Regions from separate parts of the Sus scrofa genome. Here all the other regions are linked to region 2. Evidence: chromatin contacts called from public HiChIP or PLAC-seq and promoter capture Hi-C data. All regions are on one chromosome and are shown on one strand. The core of a region is the stretch at or near the end of the contact, and the rest is flanking DNA. Distances in the headings are between cores, read along the strand shown.

Region 1 (2,700 bases), core at 28-2,527, 130 kb before region 2:
GCGGGAGAAAGGATGAGGGCACCTCCGGGGACGACCCCCACCACCGCCAAACCCTTGCAAAACCGTCTCCTCCCACGGCGGGCGGAGGTCCTGCCGCCATCCCCACTACGCCCCGAGCCTAGGGCGGCCCTCACCTGCTGGACTGAGCTATTCTCCGGCACTGCGAACTCCTCCTTCTCCTTCGGGGTCTTCACGGTGACTTTCATGATCTTGGGCTCGGCGGAGGCAGCGGCCGCGGGGGCGCCGGCACCTTCGGCCGCGGCGGCGCTGTCCTGGGAGCTCGGAGGGCTGCCGCTTTCACCATTCTCGGCCATGGCGGCGACGGCGGTGACTCAGGCGCGCAGGAGGGAGCGGGCGAACGAGGGGGAGCCAGGCGACGCCAGAGCCGGCCGGCCTGGGCAGCGGAGAATGTGGGGCACGCTGCCTCGGTGACAACGGGCGCAGGGCTGTCCTAGCGGGCGAGGGGCCGCGAAGCTTGGCGTGGACCCCGGCGCAGGCCCGGGTTGGGCGCTCGGCAGCCGCCGTGTGTTCAGATGCCGCTCGCTCACAGCGACATCCGCAGCCGCCGCCGCCGCTTCCTCCTCCCCGCCCCTCCCCCCCACGTCCCTCTGCCGGCGCCGCGCGGGGCACGCCGGGTAACGCGGCTGGAGACGTAGCCGAGTCATGCCAGGCCGGCGCCGCTTGGGACTCTGGCTGGCTTTTTTGCCCTTTCCTGCTCCATTGCTCAAAGCGTAGGCGCGTTCAGAATGAAGGACTAAAAACAAAGTGGGGTAGAAGAGGTCAGTTCATTTCTTTTTACCCCTTTCACCAAAAAATAAACTCGCGTGTTCTCGGGGAGACAGAAAGGGCGCAGAGGGATGACGTCACGGCTAGCGAAAGTACTGGAAAGGGGTATCGACCACTGGGCGCTGCGGCTGGAGATGCGCGTGCGCGCTGGTGGGCCAGGTAGTTTCCCCAACCCCCTCACCTTACACCCCCCCTCCCCCCGGTGGCGGTGCGCACCCCCTTAGCTCCCGTACCTGCTTTGCGTAGCCTGCTGCGAGGAGGGTCTAGAACAAATGCCCGCAAGGTGTTTCGTTGATTTTAAATGTGCTTGATTCTTACCCACTTGGAAGCTTTAAAACACTTGCTCTTATAGCCCGGTGCGCGAGAGTTGAATTATGAATTAATGGAGGAAAAAAATCCTCGTCCTAAGAAAAGGAAAATGGAGTACATGCCTGTAGCCACCTTGCGCAGTTTCGCGGAGTCACTGCTCCATGGCCAGAGCTTCCCACCCTCGGGTCAGTCCCGTTTGGTCAGGTGATCAGGCCACCTGTGTTGACAGTGGCCTCTCCTGCGTTGACAACCCTGCTAGTGCATCCTGGAGTTCTCTGAATACTATCCCCCCAAATGTTTGTGGCACAAGCAGAGTACCCAAGAAGTGCCCACCCAACTGGGACAATTTAATGAAGCTCAGGTGTTCATTTTATATTCTTTCAAATTAAGTTACTGCTTCATTTCAGACTTCAAGTGGCATTAAAGTTTCGAAGATTATATTCAATGAAACATGGGTACAAATAAGAAACAGTAAGTTAATTTCCCTCTAAAGAATTCTAAATTTGAAATGAACTTATCATCTGCCTTTGAAGATGACTTGCAAAGGAATGTACAACACAGGACATGAACTTTATTAACCAGTATTGCACAAGTGTAAACTCTGACACCCCACCATGATCCAAATATGCAAGGATACGTACTGTATTTCTGTTCTTAAGCCATCCAACTCTGTTCTGGTTATAAGTACTCTTACATGAAGACCACTTTTTAGCAGAGCTCCTTTGGAATCTCGGTCTAAGAGGAGCTCTCAAAGTGTAAATTGCAACATAGGCATCATCTGATATCAGCTACATTCCTGGCAGCTTGTTCAATAATAGCATGAAGAAGTTACACAAGGCTCTCTGCTAGAAGATGACTGTTTGTTTGTGTCTGGATGTGAGGTAATCATTACTTGTCAAGGTGGAAAGTTCTGCCATTGGAAAACCAATCATTTATCTCTAACCCTACACTTAGGAAAAATTTCTCTGTAATTATTTATATCTACATCAATTTCTACAAAAATTCTGATGACTATGCTCAATTTATGGAGTAATAGAATTTATCTGTAAGACTATGTAGTTAAGTAATTCATTAGAGCCCTTTTTGGATACAACTCTACCTTGTAAGAAACCATCGAAAGACTAGATAGTAGCTGTATCGGGCTTTGTGGACCATACATTTTCCATCTCAAATACTCAGCTCTGTGCTTGTAACAAAGAACAACTGCAGACAGTGTATGGGTAACTAAGCCTCCCTGTGTCCTGGTAAAACTACTTACAAAAACAGGCCTAGGATCTGATTTGGCCACAGGGTGTCTGAGGCATATTCTTTTGAACAATTTTTGTTTGTTAAATGATTGGTGAAACAAATATAAGAGCTGGAGGTCCTGTCGTGGCACAGCAGAAACGAATCTGACTAAGGACCGTGAGGTTGGAGGTTCAATCCCTGCCCTCGCTCAGCGTGTTAGGGATCTGGCATTGCTGTGGTCGTGGCTGTGACTGGCACCTGTAGCTCCAATTAGACTCCTAGCCTGGGAACATCCATATGCCTCGGGTGTGCTCCTAAAAAGAAAAAAAAAAAATTTCAAGAGCATATGTCATTCATTTTACAAACATTAATTGAGCA
Region 2 (2,700 bases), core at 169-2,668:
AAGTTTGTTGTAACCATTTATGACAAGAATATCTTCCATTAATAAGGATTTGCTAATGCCATCTAATGCCGTATATAAGCCTGCTGAGAAAAAAACATCTGTATTTCCACAGATTAAAGATTTTAATATTTTTGATTGCCATAAAGTTTCTTTAATATTCTTATAGCTGAAAGTCAAATTTATTAAACTGGTGATTCAAGTTACAGTCACAAGCATGTTTACGATATAAAGAAACTGACAATACTGAACAGTGCCGAAAAAATTTCACTGGCTTTTCAGGAGAGGAAAGACACTCTTTCAGTACTGCTTCTAATGAAAGCTGTAGCAGGTAGGCAACTGTAAAATCTGGCTAAGGTAAGAATGGAAAACTCTAAAAAGAAAGTGGAGAGAAAATTTAATAAGTCATTTTTATCCTTGTTGGCTATCTACCAAGCACCCTAAGTGCTAGAGATGACAAAAATTCTGGAATACTGCTTGTTCCAAACAATAATTGCAAAAAAAACCAACAAAATTCAACACCCTTCTTTTTTAGTTTTCAACAGCTAGCGTGGAGGAGGAGCACTTTATTCAAAAAGTAATTCATGAATGAAATTCACTCATTCATGAATGAAAGCCAAATTTCGCCCATAGGCTGTTAACCGATGCTCCAAAACTTATTCGCGCAAAGTACACAGAGAAAGAAACGGGGCTGGGCAAGACTTAACCCGGGCAAAGAAACGGCTTCAAAACCTGAAAGGGAGAGAACGGCGAGTCAGGTCGTCGCTCCAGAAATTTCCGAGCGCCTGCCTCCCCCGGAGGAAGACCGCTCCCCGCGACGGGGAGGGGACGGCGGCACCTGTCAACCGGCGGCCCCGCCACTGCGGTCGCCCCCGACCCCGGCCCCCGCGGGGTCTCGGGAGGCGCAGGCACGGCCCGGGGCCTGGGGTCTCCGCCGGTCCCTCTCCTTCGTCCCTGAGCCCGCCGCCGAGCGTCGCGGCCGCGGCCCTTCCCGAGGAGCGGCCCTCCCGCGCACTCTGCCCGGCAGCTGTGGCCAGCGGGGCCCGCCGCCCCCCAGGCCAAGTCCCCTACCGCTGAGCCCCGGGCGCACAGAGTGGCGCGGCTGAGCGACCGCCACCGCCTCAGAGGCGCCCGAGCGGACCCAGCGAGGCGGCCCGCCCTCCGCGTACTCACCGGGCCTCCCCAGCCGCCGGTTCGGCCCTCCTCTCCCTCCTCCCCCTGCCGCCGCCGCTCCGCGACTCCCGTGGCGGCCGCACTGGGCGTTGGGACCGGGCTGGGTCACGTGTCGGGGGGCAGAGATGGGCTCGCGGCGGGCGAGCGCCGGGCACTAACGGGCCCCGTGGCGCCGGACCGGGCGGACCACGGCGGGGAGCGCGGCTGCGGGCTGCGGTGAGGGGCGGGGAGAGCGCGGCCGCGAGCTGAGGGCGGGAGGGAAGTCCCGGCGGAGGGGGCGGCGTGAGAGCCGCGGGGCGGGGCGGGGGCGGGGCCTGGCGCGTCTGCCGCCGCGCGCGGGGGTTTGTTTATTTTCTCGGTTGGTTGCGGCGCTGGCGCGTGGGTAGAGGCTCTCCGGTGACGTGAGCGCCCGGAGTTGGGGGAAAGGGCCAGAACCACCTGCTGGAGAAGGGGAGCTACGGGGGCCGGGCAGGGTCCAAACGTCTCACGTAGGCGGCGACGCCGCGGTCTTCGAGGGGTTACCGGGAAGAGAAGGGCTTTCCCGGAGCGGATGGAAGGAGGGAGGCCTCCCGAGAGAATAGGACTCCAGGCCGTTCACCAGCAGTTCGGCGGCTTCACCTGCATCGCGGAGAGCAGTTAGAGAGCCCCTGGGGTAGAGAAGGGTCGGTGGAATGTGGGGGCCACTCGGGGCTCGACCCCCTGTTAGTGAAGTAAGGATGGTCCTCCAGATCAAGGTTTGAATAGAAAGACTGCATCAGATCTCTATAAGGAAAATAACGAATATTGCTCAGTTTTCTGTAGAGTTACACTTTCACGTTATCTCCCTTGGTGTTCCATCAGGTAGTAGGACTCTCACTTTACAAGCCTAGCTGAGTGACTTACTCAAAGCCTCGCAGCTAATAAATGGCAGAGCTGGAACCCAGCTGTCTTGACTTCAAATTCTGTGCTGCTTACGGTTACATCACATTATCTCCCCAAATCACTTTGATTCAACTTTTAGTAGGCGCCCCCATAGGTGAGACACTGCAGGGTTACAGAGAGGAGTTGAAGATGCTGTCCTTGTCTTCAGAGTAAGGAATAAAACACGTATAATGAGAGAAAAGCCAGGATAGGTACCACGTGAAAAATACAGGGAGTACTGCAGAAGATTACTGAACTGCTCAGACCGGTCTAGCGGATTAGGAAAGAAAGGCAGCAAGGAGGCTGCCCTGGGGATTGACCTTGAAGGGGATGAGGATGGTTTTACAGCAAGAAAAGAGACCATGAGAAAATGTATGGGAGTTCCTCGCGGTTAACCAACTGGACTAGTATCCGTAAGGACGTGTGTTCGATCTCTGGCCTCGCTCAGTGAGTTAAGGATCCAGCGGTGCCGTGAGCTGTGGTGTAGGTCTCAGACGCAGCTCGGATCCTGCATCACTGTGGCTGTGATGTAGGCTGGCGGCTACAGCTCCGATTCGACCCCTAGTCTGGGAACCTCTATGTGCTCGTGGGTGTGGCCCTAAAAACACACACGCATATATTAGGAAGGTA
Region 3 (2,700 bases), core at 136-2,635, 200 kb before region 2:
ACATATCTTGGGAGGGACATCTCACGCAAACTAACTATTCTTTTTTTTTCCTTCTTCTTTTTAAGGGCCCTGGCATGTGGAGGTTCCCAGGCTCGGGGGTCGAATCAGAACTACAGTGGCTGGCCTACATCACAGCCACAGCAAGCCAGATCCAAGCCGAGTCAGCGACCTACACCACACCTCACAGCAACGCTGGATCCTTAACCCACTGAATGAGACCAGGGATCAAACCTGCGTCCTCATGGATGCTAGTCAGGTTCCTTTCCACTGAGCCACGAAGGGAACTCCTCTGCTAACTATTCCGACTTGAACTTTGAAAGAAACGGGAAGTGTTCTTCCACCCCACCCCCCACCCCCCCCAGGAGCTGGTAAAGCAGAGCACAAGTTACAGCAATGCTTACACCTCTATCTCCCTACCCGCCTGGGAGCAACTGGAGGGTAACAGAATTCACCTTTGGAGCCCTGCGGATGGTGGCTGTTCAGGAAATGTTCACTGGCCACAAGATCTTAGGCAAGTCACCTTGTCCCTCTAGGTTTCAATTTCTTCATCTGTATAATCCCCATCCAGGAACACTGAGGTGTCACTCATTTGTGCTAAGTAAGAAAAAAAGCACATTAGATAAATGCTTTTATGTCAGCTTTATTATTTTCAAGGACACAGAGCAATATAAACTTGGGTAACAGAGGATGTTGGACAGAAAGTCGGTAGAAGTGCTTTTAACCAAGTACTTTTAAAAGGTACATAGTTAACACACTGTTTTAAAGCAAATGGGCCCTTTAAAGGGGTATTTCTTCCTCTTAAGTAATTTACCTGAGGAGAGCAGATTAAATAACAGAGCCATCACATGTGTCACTACGGTCCAGTCTATATTTGACACCAAAAAAAGTCTGCCTTGTATATTGTGACAAAACGCCAGGTTACGAAACACTGTATACAAGCATGACCCCAATTTCATAAAGTATTCATACCTATCTATCTATACAGAAGGAGATCATTTGGGGAACAGATGCTTTGTCGCCGCATAGTGAGGAAAGGTGTGGATTCATTTTCTGCTTATTCTTTTTACAATATTATTTTAAAATAGTAAATAAAAGCTCTTTCTGTTGGTGGAGAAGAAACAGCAGCATCCGTTGGGAAAGGGCGACGCTCCCCTGCAGCGGAGTGGGGTACAGGAGAAGAGGCCCGCGAGCCGAGGGGTTTGCGGCCAGCTCCCGGCACCTAGCGCCGGTACCACTTACCCGCGGCCGTGGAGAGACTGCAAGGGGGAGCAGCGCCGCGGGTGCGCCTCTCCGCGGTCGCGGCGGGGGGGGCGGAGCGCCTGGGGGCGGGGTCTCAGCGCGGGGTGGGTCTCCTCGGGGCAGGGGCGCGGGAGGAGGGGCACGTCTCGCGGGTCCGAAGGAGGTGAGAGGTGGGGAGGCTGGGGAGGGAAGGGAGGGTGGGGCAGCGGGGCGCTGTTGGGGCGGGGTCTAGAGGGGAGGGGCGTGAGGCTCCGCCCCCGGGCTAGGAAGGCGTGGCGTACCCGCCCCGGAAGGCGGCGGGGAGGAGCCAAGCAGGAAGGAATGGCTGCGCCAAATGTGCTGCTGGTGATGGGAGTGAGCGGCTCTGGGAAGTAGGTCTTGGAGGGGTGGGGGCGCAGATGGCGCAGTGAGGAGGCGGTGCGGGGCGGCAAAGGCTCTTCCGCGCCTGCAGAGGCCCTTCCGGGCCCACGGGGACTGGAGGACCTGAGGGAGTCTCCTCTTTTCCTTTGCCGATGAGGAAGTAGAGACCTGGGACACCTGCTCACCCCCGAGCGCCTGGCCTGAAGGGTTCTCTGTTAAGAAAGGGGCTCTAGCGAAAGCGTCTTGTGAAGAGGCGCCTGCCAGGGCTCACATGGAGTAACGGGTTCCACTCGCCACCTGGAGCTGCTTGGGCTGTCACAGTGCCTATGTTGGGGAGCCTTTTGTCAGAAGAGCGTGGAAGGGAGCAAGGCGCAAAGAGCAGGGGCAAATCTCGTCTTTGTCAGGCTGGACGGAGTGCCAGCTACCCCCACCCGGTCCCTGGAATTTTCTGATTAGATTTTGGAAAGTGAATTTAACCCTCTGATCTATTGTGTTCCCCCTTCCACTGGAAGGACTCAGTATTATTATGAAGAGTGACCCCTAAAGGTTTGCGGGGAAGGAGTATCACTGCACACCACAGAGCCTCTGCCCAGCCTAGTCTGGCCACCTTGGGGGCTGAGGAAGTCTTTGGCTTCCTGATTAGACCAAAGTCTAACATTGCCCTTTATCAGAAGAGGCTACGGCGGCATTCCACCAAAGAGCAAAAAAACAACTAAAACATCACAAACTTTAAAGGCATACAGTACCCTTCTAGAATTTTCTGAATCAGGAACTGCTCTTGTGGTCAGGTGTGTATTAAAGACCCTTGCTCCAGGTAGGTTAGTTTAACTTTACAAAATTATTGTGGCTTTTTTTTTTTTTTTTTTTTTTTGGTCTTTTTGCCTTTTCTAGGGCCACTCCTGCCAGCTTGTGGAGGTTCCCAGGCTAAGAGTCTAATTGGAGCTGTAGCTGCCGGCCTTCGCCAGAGCCACAGCAGCCTGGGATCTGAGCCGCGTCTGCAACCTACACCACAGCTCACGGCAATGCCAGATCCTCACTGAGCAAGGCCAGGGATCGAACCCGAAACCTCATGGTTCCTAGTAAGATTCGTTAACCATTGAG

What was found. Promoter capture Hi-C pulls out the DNA fragments that hold promoters and counts their contacts. HiChIP or PLAC-seq counts read pairs in DNA pulled down with a chosen protein or histone mark.
Region 1: a contact with region 2 is called in an H3K27ac HiChIP or PLAC-seq map of alveolar macrophages. The contact joins the promoter of UBQLN1 here to the promoter of GKAP1 in region 2. A contact is called at or near these places in 1 of 5 promoter capture datasets (liver), 12 of 47 Hi-C or Micro-C datasets (alveolar macrophages, blood, embryonic fibroblasts and 6 more) and 2 of 2 datasets of contacts at active chromatin or transcription factors (alveolar macrophages and skeletal muscle).
Region 3: a promoter capture Hi-C map of liver shows a contact between it and region 2, with 5 times the contacts expected there. The contact joins the promoter of IDNK here to the promoter of GKAP1 in region 2. A contact is called at or near these places in 2 of 5 promoter capture datasets (fetal liver and liver) and 1 of 47 Hi-C or Micro-C datasets (skeletal muscle).

Annotation. Positions count from the first base shown.
Region 1 is chr10:31,274,493-31,277,192 of Sscrofa11.1, reverse strand. It overlaps UBQLN1 (ubiquilin-1), which reads right to left and starts at 1,277. Exons shown (of 12, transcript XM_021064658.1): 1 at 1,020-1,277; 2 at 135-754. The coding sequence starts at 314. LOC110255669 (a long non-coding RNA gene) reads left to right here and starts at 647. Exons shown (of 2, transcript XR_002336308.1): 1 at 647-779; 2 at 1,503-2,700.
Region 2 is chr10:31,140,517-31,143,216 of Sscrofa11.1, reverse strand. GKAP1 (G kinase-anchoring protein 1) reads right to left here and starts at 1,418. Exons shown (of 12, transcript XM_005668028.2): 1 at 1,171-1,418. It overlaps LOC102159026 (a long non-coding RNA gene), which reads left to right and starts at 2,678. Exons shown (of 4, transcript XR_002336307.1): 1 at 2,678-2,700.
Region 3 is chr10:31,339,710-31,342,409 of Sscrofa11.1, reverse strand. It overlaps IDNK (probable gluconokinase), which reads left to right and starts at 1,385. Exons shown (of 5, transcript XM_005668037.3): 1 at 1,385-1,402. FRMD3 (FERM domain-containing protein 3) reads right to left here and starts at 1,310. Exons shown (of 18, transcript XM_021064663.1): 1 at 1,240-1,310; 2 at 453-594.